2 separate regions of the Sus scrofa genome follow, and region 2 is linked to region 1. The links are chromatin contacts, called in public HiChIP or PLAC-seq maps. All regions are on one chromosome and are shown on one strand. The core of a region is the stretch at or near the end of the contact, and the rest is flanking DNA. Distances in the headings are between cores, read along the strand shown. Region 1 overlaps UBE2E2 (UB2E2). Region 2 overlaps LOC106507984 (a long non-coding RNA gene).

Region 1 (6,263 bases), core at 1,557-4,056:
CCAAAGAAGTCACACTTTCCGCTCAAGGGTTTTCTGAAAAGAAAAGGGTGGAGTTGCGTCAAGTTGAAGTCTTCAGGATCCCTGACATCAAAGGGTAGGGATCCACCAGTCCCAGAACACAGCCCTGGGAGCTCTGAGAGCAGCATCACACATCACACAAAGTTCAGGAACGGTAGGATGATGTTGAAGGAAGTCTTGTGAGGCATCTTCTGTAGGACTGCGCCAGAAGAAGCTTCAAACCTGACCTTGCTCCGACCTTGTGGGAAGGAGCTCCCTGATAGGACTCAGTCAACACATGGAACAGACACCCTGTGTTAATTAAAATGTCTGTAATTGTAAAAACAAGTCATATCTTATGCATGGGAGAAATGGGGTGGGGAAATGTTGTGATACATGTAAGGGAAAAAATGTGATTTTCTTTCTTTAAATGTGTCACTTGTTTGGATAACTATAGATAATGTTATTTTGTTCAAGTTTGGGTAGTGGGGAAGTCTGAGTTCATTTTTTAACACTTGTAGCCAAATATTAACCAACCCCATTGTAGCAAATGCTCACATTTCCTTGATTTCCCTCCCCCCCATTAGAGTTAGAACTAGATCTCTTTTTTTTAAATTAAAGTATAGTTGATTTACAATGTTGTGTTAGAGGTGTACAGCAAAGTGATTCATTTATACATACACACATATATAATATGTTACATGTTATATATTAGATATGTTATATATTTTATATGTATGTTTTCAGGTTCTTTTCCCTTATAGGTTATTACAGAATATTGAGTATAGCTCCCCGTGCTATATAGTAGGTCCTTGTTGGTTATCTATTTTATATATGGTAGAGTATGTATTTTAATCCCAAATTCCTAATTTTTCCCTCCTCCCCCTCCTTTCCCCTTTGGTCACCTTAAGTTTGTTTTCTATGTCTGTGAGTCTCTTTCTGTTTTGTAAGGTCATTTATTTCCTTTCCATAGATTCCACATGTAAGTGATAGCATATGATAATTTGTTTTTCCCCATCTGACTTCCTTCACTTAGTAGGAAAATCTCTAGGTATAACCGTATATCTTTCGATGACACTAAACTTTCTGGAACTTAGTGTTTTCATCTGTAGAAAGAGAAAGTTTACCAGTCTCTCTGAGATTCCTCTCTTTGAACGGATAGTGATTTGTCACTGCCCTGTGTAAAAACTCTCAGTGCCTTCGCTCTGCACCTAGAGTAGAACTCACACTTCTCACACTGGTTCTCCCCTCTGGCCTCACCTCCTGCAACGTCCCCTTTTGTCCCTCAGATGTGCTGATCCCTTGTCCTGGGATCATTTTCAGCCAGTTCTCCCAATCAGCCGCAACTTTGTTGCTCTTCAGTTCTCACCTTTAGTGTCACCTGCTGAGAGGTGCACTGCTTGACCACCATCTATAAATAGTTCCACTGTGGTGGTTTTCTGTAACATCAACCTGATAATCCTGGTCATGAAACTTTTCATAGTCTGACATACTTATTTGTTGGTTGATTTTTTTTCTTCTGCCTCCTCACTCTAGACTCTAAGCTCTATGAGAACAGAGACCTTTAGTACCTGGCAGACAGTAATTTTGATGAAGAAAATGAACATTCATTTTGCTTGTTGTAGCTTCAGCACTTGGGAAATCTGTGCTCTGTTGGTTTGTAATACTGAAATGACCAGTAAGAGTGTGTGCATATGTGTTTGTGCGCCCCTGTTCTTATTCTTTCCCACAGAATTAGGTACAATTGGAGGGTAGGATCTTCCATTTCTGAGAAGATGTCATCAGAGTATCTAGGAGACCCAGGAGACAGTGATACATTTCTTTTGAAACAGTGGAAGGTAGTACAGTTTATCTTAAATGCTTAAAATTAAGTGCTGCTGATATTGGTAGGTGACTTATTGGCAAGTAATTAATCCGTGTTAAAGAAAAAACTTGGAGTTCCCATTGTGGCGCAGTGGTTAACGAATACGACGAGGAACCATGAGGCTGCAGGTTCGATCCCTGGCCTTGCTCAGTGGGTTAATGACCCGGCGTTACCGTGAGCTGTGGTATAGGTTGCAGATGCGGCTTGGATCCCACGTTGCTATGGCTCTGGCGTAGGCCAGCAGCTACAGCTCCGATGAGACCCCTAGCCTGGGAACCTCCATATGCTGCGAGAGCGGCCCAAGAAATGGCAAAAAGACAAAAAAAAAAAGAAAGAAAAAACTTGAGTTTTTGTTGCCATCTCGTATGAAGTATTATATTCTTGATTTTATAAAGTATCTGAGCTATGATTTATACAGACTGTCGGTTGACACAAATTACAAGCAAATAATTTGCATATTTAAATATAGGTTCGAATAATATTCAATACATAGATCAAATTTTGCAACCCAAGAAAACATTATAATCCAAAAACCAAGTATCTTTTCCTGTAGGTACCTACCTTCAGTATTGCACTATGACAGAGTCACTTCCCCTGAGCCATTTTCACAGCCTCAGACTTCAAAGTCACATCATGAAGACCAAATCGATGCATGTGCTTGTTTTCAAAGCCAGACTCAGGCAGAGAAAGTGTATAAACTTTGTCTTTGCTGCCACCTTGTCGTGTCTCAGAACTGTCACCTCTTATGTTATATTTAAATAGAAAATTCCTGGGGAAAAATTTATGTATAGTGGAATGGATAAATGTGCCGTGTTCATACAATGGAATATTGTGTAATAAGGAAATAAAAAAACAGAACAATAAACACTGTATGTGGAGGTCACAAACATGATATTGAAAGAAGGAAGACACAAAGGAGTATGTACCCTACGATTCCATTTATGTAAATTTAAAAACAGGAAGAACTCGTGGTACAGATGTGGGAGTCAGAATAAGGGTTGCATTTGGAGGGTGGTTATGACTGGTGACAAGCACAAGGGAGATTTCTGGGGTGCTGGCAGTATTCAGCATCTTGTTCTAGGTAGTGGATACTCAAGTATATTCACTTTGTAAAAATTCATCAGGCTGTGCACTAGTGATCTGTGTGCTTCTCTTTATGTATGTTTTATTTTTTAAGAGTTTCCATTCACAAAGCCCCATATCATCACGTTTAAGCCAAGTGTCCTCCATCTTGTGGAAATGATGGCTTTGTCCCTAACTATAGATCTTTTTTTTCCTCTATTAAATTTGTATTGTTTAACTATAGTTTGACATGTTTAGACCTTTGGAATTTTTACTCCTGGCCCGTGTGTTCGTTTTTCTGTCCAACTTTATGCTATCCATAGCTTTGATAAGCATGGTTTTTATGTCTTCATTTAAGTCATTGACAAAATGCTGAAAAAAAAAAAAAAAAAAAAAAACAGGACTAATCACAAATCATCCTCCCAGAGAGCTTCTTTGTGCCTATTTAATTTATTTGATCATTTAGCAAGATCCGCTAACATATGCTTAACTGAGCCTGTTCCGCATCCACCAAACTGGATTAGTATCCAGACTGGAATCCTCTCTCTGGACCACAGGGACACACTAAAAGTGATATTTGCAGCAGCCCAGTTTGCTTTGGGAGCCTACTGATTACAATCTCCTTGGTCATGGATCGTTCCTCTCCACATAGATAAACATCAAATTTATGACTCCCAGGCTGCTGTGTTTGTTTTGGCCTGAGGCCAGTGGCTGTTGACAGTAGTAAAGAAGACTGCTAAGACTTGTGCTTGTGTGTGTGGAGCACTGTGGCCACCTCATTCCTCTATGGTTTCAATCATGCATTGAAAAGGAAAGGGAGTGGCCCAGGGCACAATTTGGTTTGGGTCTGTCCACAAGGAATCCCGTGGATCACCACATCATTTTAAGTCCTGACAAATTACCTGGTTAATAATCCTTTCTACAGGTTTGTTTAAAATGATGTCATTCTCCTTGTTAACAAAAGAAATAAAATGTAATATAATTGAATAGAGTTCAAAACCATGCCTTTGCTCTGCCCTCTGCTAACATTTCATTGTTATCTACACCAAAGAGTTCTTCTCTTCCTTAATTTGCCACATTTTTCCTTAGAGCCTTATTTTCTTCAGCTTTTTTTCTTTTGTTGGATATGTCTAAACCTATGAAATACTTTTTAAATTGGAGTTTGGTTGATTTACAATGATGTGTTAGTTTCAGGTGTACCGCAAAGTGGTTCAGATTATCTGTCTGTCTGTATGTCTATCTATATAATTTTTAGCTTCTTTTCCATTATGGTTTGTTACAGAATATTGAGTAGAGTTCCCTGTGCTATACAGCAGGTCCTTGTTGATTATCTATTTTATATATAGTAGTGTTTCTGTTAATCCCAAACTCCTAATTTATCCCTTCTAACCCCTCTTTCTCATTTGGTAACCATAATTTTATTTTCTATTTCTGTGAGTCTGTTTCTGTTTTGTAAATAAAATCATTTGTATTCTTTTTTAGATTCCACATATAAATGATATATTTTTTTTTCTCTGACCTTTTACTTCACTCCTTGTGATCATCTCTAGATCCATCCATGTTGCTGCAAATGGCATTATTTCATTCTTTTTATGGCTAAGTAATATTCTGTTGTATATTTGTGCCAAATCTTTATCCATTCATCTGTTGATGGACACGTAGGTTGCTTCCATGTCTTGGCTATTGTAAATAATAGTGCTGCCATGAACATTGGGGTGCACATGTCTTTTTGAGTTAGAGTTGTAATCTTTTTTGGATAATAAGTCCAGGAGTAGGATTGCTGAATCACATGATAATTCTATATTTAGTTTTTTAAGGAACTCTATACTGTTCTCCATAGTGATTGCACTAAGTTATATTCCCACCTACAGTGTAGGAGGGTTCCCTTTTCTTCACTCCTTCTCCAGAATTTGTTACTTGTAGACTTATTAATGATAGCCATTCTGACTGGTGTGAGGTGGTACCTCATTATGGTTTTGATTCGCATTTCTCTAATAATTAGTGATGTTGAGCATCTTTTTATGTGCCTGCTGGCCATTTGTATATCTTCTTTGGAGGAATATCTATGTAGATCGTGTGCCCATTTTTCAATTTCATTGTTTGTTTTTTTATTGTTGAGTTGTATGAGTTGTTTTTATATTTTGAAGATATAAGCCCTTGTCGGTTGCATTGTTTGCAACTATTTTCTCCCATCCTATAAGTTGTCTTTTTGTTTTGTTTATGGTTTCCTTTGCTGTGCAAAAGCTTATAAGTTTGATTAGGTCCCATTGGTTTATTTTTGTTTTTATATCAGTTGCCTTGGGAGATTGACCTAATAAAACATCGGTATCGTTTATGTCAGAGAATGTTTTCCCATGCCCTTCTAGGAGTTCTATGGTATCTTGCCTTATGTTTAAGTCTTTAAGCCATTTTGAGTTTATTTTTGTGCATGGTGTGAGAGTGTATTCTAGTTTTATTGATTTACATTCAACTGTCCAATTATCCCAGCACCACTTGCTGAGGAGACTGTCTTTTTCCAATTTTGTATTCTTCCCACCCTTGTCGAAGATTAATTACCTGTAGGTGTCTGCATTTATTTCTGGGCTCTGTATTCTGTTCCATTGATCCCTCTGTCATTTTAGTACCAGTACCACACTGTTTTGATTACTGTAACCTTGTAGTATTGTCTGAAGTCTGGAAGAGTTATGCCCCATGATCATCTCAAAAGATGCAGAAAAAGCATTTGACAAAATTCAACATCCATTCATGATAAAAAAACTCTTCCAAAGTGCGTATGGGGAGAACATATTTCAACATAATAAAAGCCATTTATGACAAACCCACAGCCAATGTAGACTCTATTCAAACTTCTTGTCCTGATAAACAAACTCAGCGAGGTAGCAGGATACAAGATTAACATTCAGAAATTGGTTGCACTGTTATATACTAACAAAGAAATATTAGAAAAGGAGTTCCCGTTGTGGCACAGCAGAAACAAATCCGACTAAGAACCATGAGGTTGCAGGTTCAATCCCTGGCCTTGCTCAGTGGGTTAAGGATCTGGCCTTGCTGTGAGGTGTGGTGTTGGTCGCAGACGCAGCTGCAGCTTGGATCTGGCATTGCTGTGGCTGTGGCATAGGCCAACAGCTGTAGCTCCTATTGGACCCCTAGCCTGGGAACCTCCATGTGCCTCGGGTGTGGCCCTAAAAAGCAAAAAAAAAAAAAAAAAAAAAAAGAAGAAGAAGAAGAAATATCAGAAAAGATATGTTTAAAAAAAAATGCCTTTTAAAGTCGCACCCCCCCAAAAAAAAATACCTAGGAATAAACCTGACCAAGGAGGTGAAAGACATAACACTGAGAA
Region 2 (6,263 bases), core at 2,344-4,843, 250 kb after region 1:
CACCCCAGGTTGGACAAACACTGAGCTGTTAAGCAGCTAATACATATGCCTGATGCAGAAGCCACAGCTCAGGTGAAAATCGTGAACCTACAGGGGAGGGATCTCCTTCAAGACAGTTTGGGTGGTTGTCAGGTCATCCGCCTGCCCTCCAGGGCCACTGCAAATGGTGTCTTGCTGTCTAAGAGAGTCCCGCAGAGGAGGTGAGTGGGCTAATATCCAGCTTTATCTTCTTATCTCACATGTGTCCTGGGTCTGGAGCTGTTTTCTGCCCAGAGGAAGGTGGGTGCCATCTGCCCCCAAAAAGTGGGCACACAAGGCTGCATTCGCCAGGAGGGGGTGCCTATCTACAGTTCACAAGGGTCCCACTGGGCTGGCTACAGCATCCCACAATCGTTCTCCCTTCTTCTGAAGCTAAAACGCCTTTTTCTTTGGGGGAACCAAGCCCAACCCAACCTCAGTCCTACAGCTCCGTGGAGCTGACTCCCTTCCCATTTCCAGGAATGGACTGATTATCTCAACTGTAATCAGTTTAAGGATAGTCACCTGACTTCAAGAGCATTCATTCCAGAATTATTATTGGAACTGTTGGTACTGAGGCAACCCATTCCTAGGAGTTGTTCATCTTGGGTGGGGCAGGGGCGGGGTGGGAGGGGCGGTGGAGGAAAAGAGGATGGCATTGTTTGAAGGCTTGGAATCCACTGTGTCTGACCAGAGCCCACCGTTTTACATTTCCCAGGTATATGAACCAATTCTCTCTTTGGCTTAGGCTGGGTTGTACTGAGTTCTCTCCCTTGCGACCCAAAGAGCCCTAACTGCTGCAGTGACTTAGAGTTTTATCTTATATGAAAGATCCTGTAGGCTTCTCTACCGGATTGGTCAAGAGAGCTTTCCAAACCTGAACCAAAGGTAATAAGCCATCCCCCTCCCCCAGGGCTTGTTAGAAAGACTGGCTAGTGGGACTGGCATTAGCACACACCTGGGATGTCAACACTTTCTGTCTCCTGGTTCTGGTGGACGCCCAAGCACTTATCTCTCATGTCAGTAACAGGACTGTCAAGCAAAGACCTGCATTCTAAATTCCATTTAAGCTCTTTCTGCAGAGCTGGGTAACCAAAGGAGACAGCCATGGAAAATATATGACTTTCATTATTATGACATGGAAAGCAGAGCTGCCTAATTGCTTTTGTCCACTGGTGTATAAAGATTGAGACCAGATGTGTTGAAAAAAAAAAAAGGGAAAAGAAAGAAAGAAAAAGGCTCGTGTTGGTCGTTGCTTTGAACAAAGCAGTCTGATTTCCTCTCTCTCTCTTTCTCCTCCCCCTACCCCCCTGTCTCCCCCCTCCTCTCTAGGGGGAGGACCATAGGAAAGTCTTTTAACTGCTTGTAAGTTTTCATAACCTCGCTGATTTTGCTTTTCACAGAAGATAAAATTGTGAAATTGGCTTGAAAACTTTATTTTCGCCTCCCTCGATTCAAAGTGGAAGGGCTGGGCGGGAGTTAGCGGAGTGCTTCCTCCCAGGACAGCTGCGGGTCCCAGCGCAGATCGGACTCTCCTCCTCGGCGCCAGCTCAGCTCGGGAATGAAGTCTTCACGTGGAGATCCACGGGAATGGGTGAGAGAATGGTCGTCTTTAAATAGAACCGCCCAGAGCCCGGCTTCTGTGTTTCATTTTCCAGAAGAGCCCTTCAATCTGCTTCAACGTTTTTTTTTTCTTTACCTCTCCAGTTATTTTTAGCACCCCCAGCCACAGAGCCCAGCAGGCCCGCAGAGGCCCTAATGACGTACCCAGTTGGACAAGTGGAGATCACATCTCCTTCGGCAAAGATACATTTGAAGCATTAAAAAAAAAAAAAAAAAAGGTAGATCGGAGAGGGGGGGTGAGGTGAGACGCGGGCTGCATGGCCCTGATGCTTCTGTGCCCAGCCAGGGCTGCCCACTAGAAATACAATTCATTGAAAGATTACCTCATTATTTTCAAAATTAATCATTTTCCTAAAAATTAAGAGAGAGAGAGAGTGTGTGTGTGTGTGTGTGTGTCTGGGGATGCTGATTATTGGGAAAAGACAAATCTGCCTCAGTGTCATTTCCGGGAAGGAAGGGAAGACAGATTCTTTTTTTTTTTTTTTTTTTTTTTTGTCTTTTGTCTTTTTGTTGTTGTTGTTTTTGTTTTGTCTTTTTGCTATTTCTTGGGCCGCCCCTGCGGCATATGGAGGTTCCCAGGCAGGGGTTGAATTGGAGCTGTAGCCACTGGCCTACACCAGAGCCACAGCAACGCGGGATCCGAGCCGCGTCTGCAACCTACACCACAGTTCACGGCAACGCCGGATCGTTAACCCACTGAGCAAGGGCAGGGACCGAACCCGCAACCTCACGGTTCCTAGTCGGATTTGTTAACCACTGCGCCACGACGGGAACTCCCGGGAGACAGATTCTAACACAAAACCTCAAAGGGGTTCCCCCAGCCCGTCCCTCTCCTGGTGCAGGACCTGCTTCCCATCCCTGGTCTGACGCTGTGTCGCTGCCGCATCTCCAAATACCTACAGAGATCTCGTCGCTCCTTTGGGGTCCTTTCTATGCTCTGTTAGAGCCCCCCTCTGTTAATCCCTGGCTGGGGGATGATAATAACGGTAATTAATTTCCCTCACATATTTTATAGGCAACAAGCCCTCAGTGATAATACCAGAAAAGAAAAAGGAAAAAAAATTAATAGGACCGTGTGAGAGAACCTGAGATTCTACATGCTTCCACCGGCGCAGGCCACGCCCCCTTCTCCCGCCCAGCCCCGCCCTCTCCCAGGTCATTGCTCCCATCCTCACGTGCCTTGTTATTCCAAATCAGAGCTCCACAAAATTCAGACCTCTTTCCTAATACATGCCCTTGGCTTTAAATTAATTCCAAGCTGGTTTCCAAAGGGAGTGACTTGTATGACATTAATGAGAACAGCCGTTACAGAGAGGTTGCCCTGGAGAAGGCTGTGGACTCATTCTGGGGCTGTACTTGGGAGCCAGGAGACCTTGGGCAAGTAATTTAGCTGCTAGAAGCCTTGACGTCCTTGATGGCTCCATGGGGGTGGCAGGGGCAGCAGAGCTGGGGCCTCCTTTGCAGCATTGTTAGGAAGCTCAAATGAGAAATGAGAGTGGGTCACTAAGAGGGATTGCCATTGTGATTGCATCATTGCCCCCCTTGTAACATGAACCCCTGGGATTCAGGCTGACATCTCCCCAAAAGCGTGACTCCCTCATAAAAAGGAATTTGACGACTTCAAAAAGTGGAGCACAGGAATTCCCACTGTGACTCAGCAGCTTAAGAACCTGACACAGTGTCCGTGAGGACACGGGTTTGATCCCTGGCCTTGCTCAGTGGGTTAAGGACCCAGTGTTGCCTCAGGCTGTGGTGTAGGTTGCAGATGTGGCTGGGATCCCGCATGGCTGTGGCTGTGGCTGTGACGTAGGCCAGCAGCTGCAGCTCTGATTCAACTCCTAGCCTGGGAACTTCCATATGCCACGGGTGTGTCCCTAAAAAGAAAAAAAAAAAAAGTGAAGCATAGTCTTAGGTACAAGTGGAACCCAGGATTTCACCACATTCTCCTCCCAGGGCCTGTGCAAGAGCTGTTTGCTCAAATCTCCTCCTCAAAGGAGACATTCCCGAGTCACACCATGGAGGCCTGAAGGAGCAGGCCTGGGGGCCTTGTTCTGAGTCATGTGGTTCTGCTGCTCCCTGCCCCCTTAGAACTTCAGGGACTGGACCAGGGGAAGACAATCTGACCTGGGGCCACCTGTCCCAGGCTGGCCAGCACTTTTCCACACTCGGGAGTTTGAGTGGGGAAACTGGAAGGCACAGGCTGCAGCTATGGGATCCAGAGCTGACGGTCTGGAAGAGGAGGTGAGAGAGGAGGAGATGGTGGTAAGCCAGAGCATCTGGGGGTAGAAGATGGAGCAGACCTGTCCTTGGTCTCCTTTCCTGTCCACGGGTCCCTGGCCACGAACTACTTTTCTCTTGGTGTCGGAAACTCGAGGGACACTCCACACCTAGTGCAGTGGGCTGACTTGTGGATGCAAGAAAAACATGTTCAGAGTTCCACCGTGGTTCAGTGGAAATGAGCTAGTATCTACAAGGATTCAGGTTCAATCCCTGGCCCATCCATGAGAACGAAGGTTCGATCCCTGGCCTTTCTCAGTGGATTAAGGATCTGGCATTGCCATGAGCTTCGGTGTAGGTCGCAGACATGGCTCAGATCTGGTGTTGGTGTGGCTGTGGCTGTGGCCAGCAGCTGTAGCTCTGATTCAACCCCTAGCCTGGGAACTTTCATACACCACAGGGGTACACCATGTTCATGTCTTAATGCCTGGAAACTGTGAATACGGCCTTATGTGGAAAAAGGGTCTCTGGGGGTGTAATGAAGTTAAGGACCTTGCAATGACATCATCTTGGATTGTCTAGGTGGACACTAAATCCAATGACAAGTGTCTCTACAGGAGACAGGAAAGGAGACACAGACATGGGGAGGCAGACATGTGAGGACAGAGGTGGAAACTGGACTCAGGGATCGCCTGGATCCCACCTCCCCCTCCCCTCCCCACACCCCCAAAGATGGGTGAGGCCAAGGAGGATGACCCCAGAGCCCCTGGCGGTGGGGCAAACCTGCCTACCCTTCCATTTCTGGCCTCTAGAATGGCGAGAACACTCTTCCATTGTTCTAAGCCACTAAGATCTTGGCAATTTGGTTTTTTTGTTTTGTCTTTTTAGGGCTGCACCTGTGGCATATGAAGGTCCCCAGGCTAGGGGTTGAATCGGAGCCAGCCTATTCCACAGCCACAGCAACGCCAGATCCAATCCTCGTCTGCAACCTACACCACAGCTCACGGCAAAGCCAGATTCTTAACCCACTGAGTGAGGCCAGGGATCCAAACTTCGTTCTCATGGATGCTAGTCAGATTTGTTTCTGCTGAGCCACAACAGGAACTCCAAAGTTTGTGGGAATTTGCCTTTTTTTTTTTTTTTTTTTTTTTTGCCGTTTCTTGGGCCGAGGCATATGGAAGTTCCCGGGCCAGGGGTTGAATCAGAGCTGTAGCCACCGACCTACGCCAGAGCCACAGCAACTCGGGATCCAAGCCACATCTGCAACCTACACCACAGCTCACAGCAACGCCAGATCCTTAACCCACTGAGCAAGGCCAGGGATCGAACCCGAAACCTCATGGTTCCTAGTCGGATTCATTAACCACTGAGCCACGATGGGAACTCCCAGTTTGTGGGAATTTGTAGCAGAAGTCCCAAGAAACTAATCCACCTTGTGAACCAAAATGGCCTGACTACAACAATACATCAAAATTCAGGGAAAGTTTCTCTTTGAGGAGTTAGGCCTACTCTAAACACCTCCTTATGGTTCATCCCTAAATAGTGTTTACTGCTGCAGGGGCAAGAAAATACTAACAGAAGAGTTCCCTGGTGGCTCAGCAATGTAAGGATATGATGTCACCGTTGTAGCTCGGGTTCAGTCCCTGGCCCAGAAATGCAGAAAAAAGAAAGGAAGGAAGGAGGGAGGAAGGGTGCGAAAGGGAGAAAGGAAGGAAGAAAGAAAGAAAAGGAAGCAAGCAAGAAAGAAAGTAAACTGTAGCAGAAATGGCTACCATTAACTGAGCACATACTATGTAATGGGAAATTTAATGTGTTTTATCCTTAACCCTCAGAGAAAATCTTTTGCTTTAACTCTCCCTTAATGTCATTCCCACTTCACAGTTAAGAAGACAGAGGTTTAGGAGTTCCTGTCGTGGCGCAGTGGTTAACGAATCCGACTAGGAACCATGAGGTCGCGGGTTCGGTCCTTGGCCTTGCTCAGTGGGTTAACAATCCGGCGTTGCCGCGAGCTGTGGTGTAGGTTGCAGACGCGGCTCGGATCCTGCGTTGCTGTGGCTCTGGCGTAGGCCGGTGGCTACAGCTCCGATTGGACCCCTAGCCTGGGAACCTCCATATGCCGCGGAAGCGGCCCAAGAGTAGCAATAACAACAACAACAACAAAAGACAAAAAGACAAAAAAAAAAAAAAAAAGAAGAAGACAGAGGTTTAGAGAAACGAGTAACCACAGCTAGTAGGCAGAGGAAGCCCTCCAGCCCAGAAGGATGGACATGTTCTCAGCTTCCACATTAGATCAGGTATACGTGTCGGGTCCAGGCTACTTGGCATCATGGCAGGTGGAAAGAAGTGGGTCTGAATCCAGGTCCCAACACTGTTTCCTGGCTGAGGGGCCTTGAGCCATTACTTAC

What was found. HiChIP or PLAC-seq counts read pairs in DNA pulled down with a chosen protein or histone mark.
Region 2: a contact with region 1 is called in an H3K27ac HiChIP or PLAC-seq map of alveolar macrophages. The contact joins two enhancer-like sites. A contact is called at or near these places in 2 of 2 datasets of contacts at active chromatin or transcription factors (alveolar macrophages and skeletal muscle).

The regions. Positions count from the first base shown.
Region 1 is chr13:10,305,260-10,311,522 of Sscrofa11.1, forward strand. All of the region lies in intron 3 of UBE2E2 (UB2E2), which reads left to right. Among named protein-coding and RNA genes, the nearest start is that of UBE2E2, 300 kb to the left of the region's middle. Within about 2 kb of position 2,807, at least 1 of the 83 cell types and tissues checked has an H3K27ac peak or open chromatin away from gene starts, as enhancers often do. A contact at or near this core is called in alveolar macrophages, where this site is marked.
Region 2 is chr13:10,556,823-10,563,085 of Sscrofa11.1, forward strand. It overlaps LOC106507984 (a long non-coding RNA gene), which reads left to right. Exons shown (of 4, transcript XR_001304440.2): 1 at 1-200; 2 at 737-906; 3 at 1,422-1,612; 4 at 1,726-1,963. Among named protein-coding and RNA genes, the nearest start is that of NKIRAS1, 160 kb to the right of the region's middle. Within about 2 kb of position 3,594, at least 1 of the 83 cell types and tissues checked has an H3K27ac peak or open chromatin away from gene starts, as enhancers often do. A contact at or near this core is called in alveolar macrophages, where this site is marked.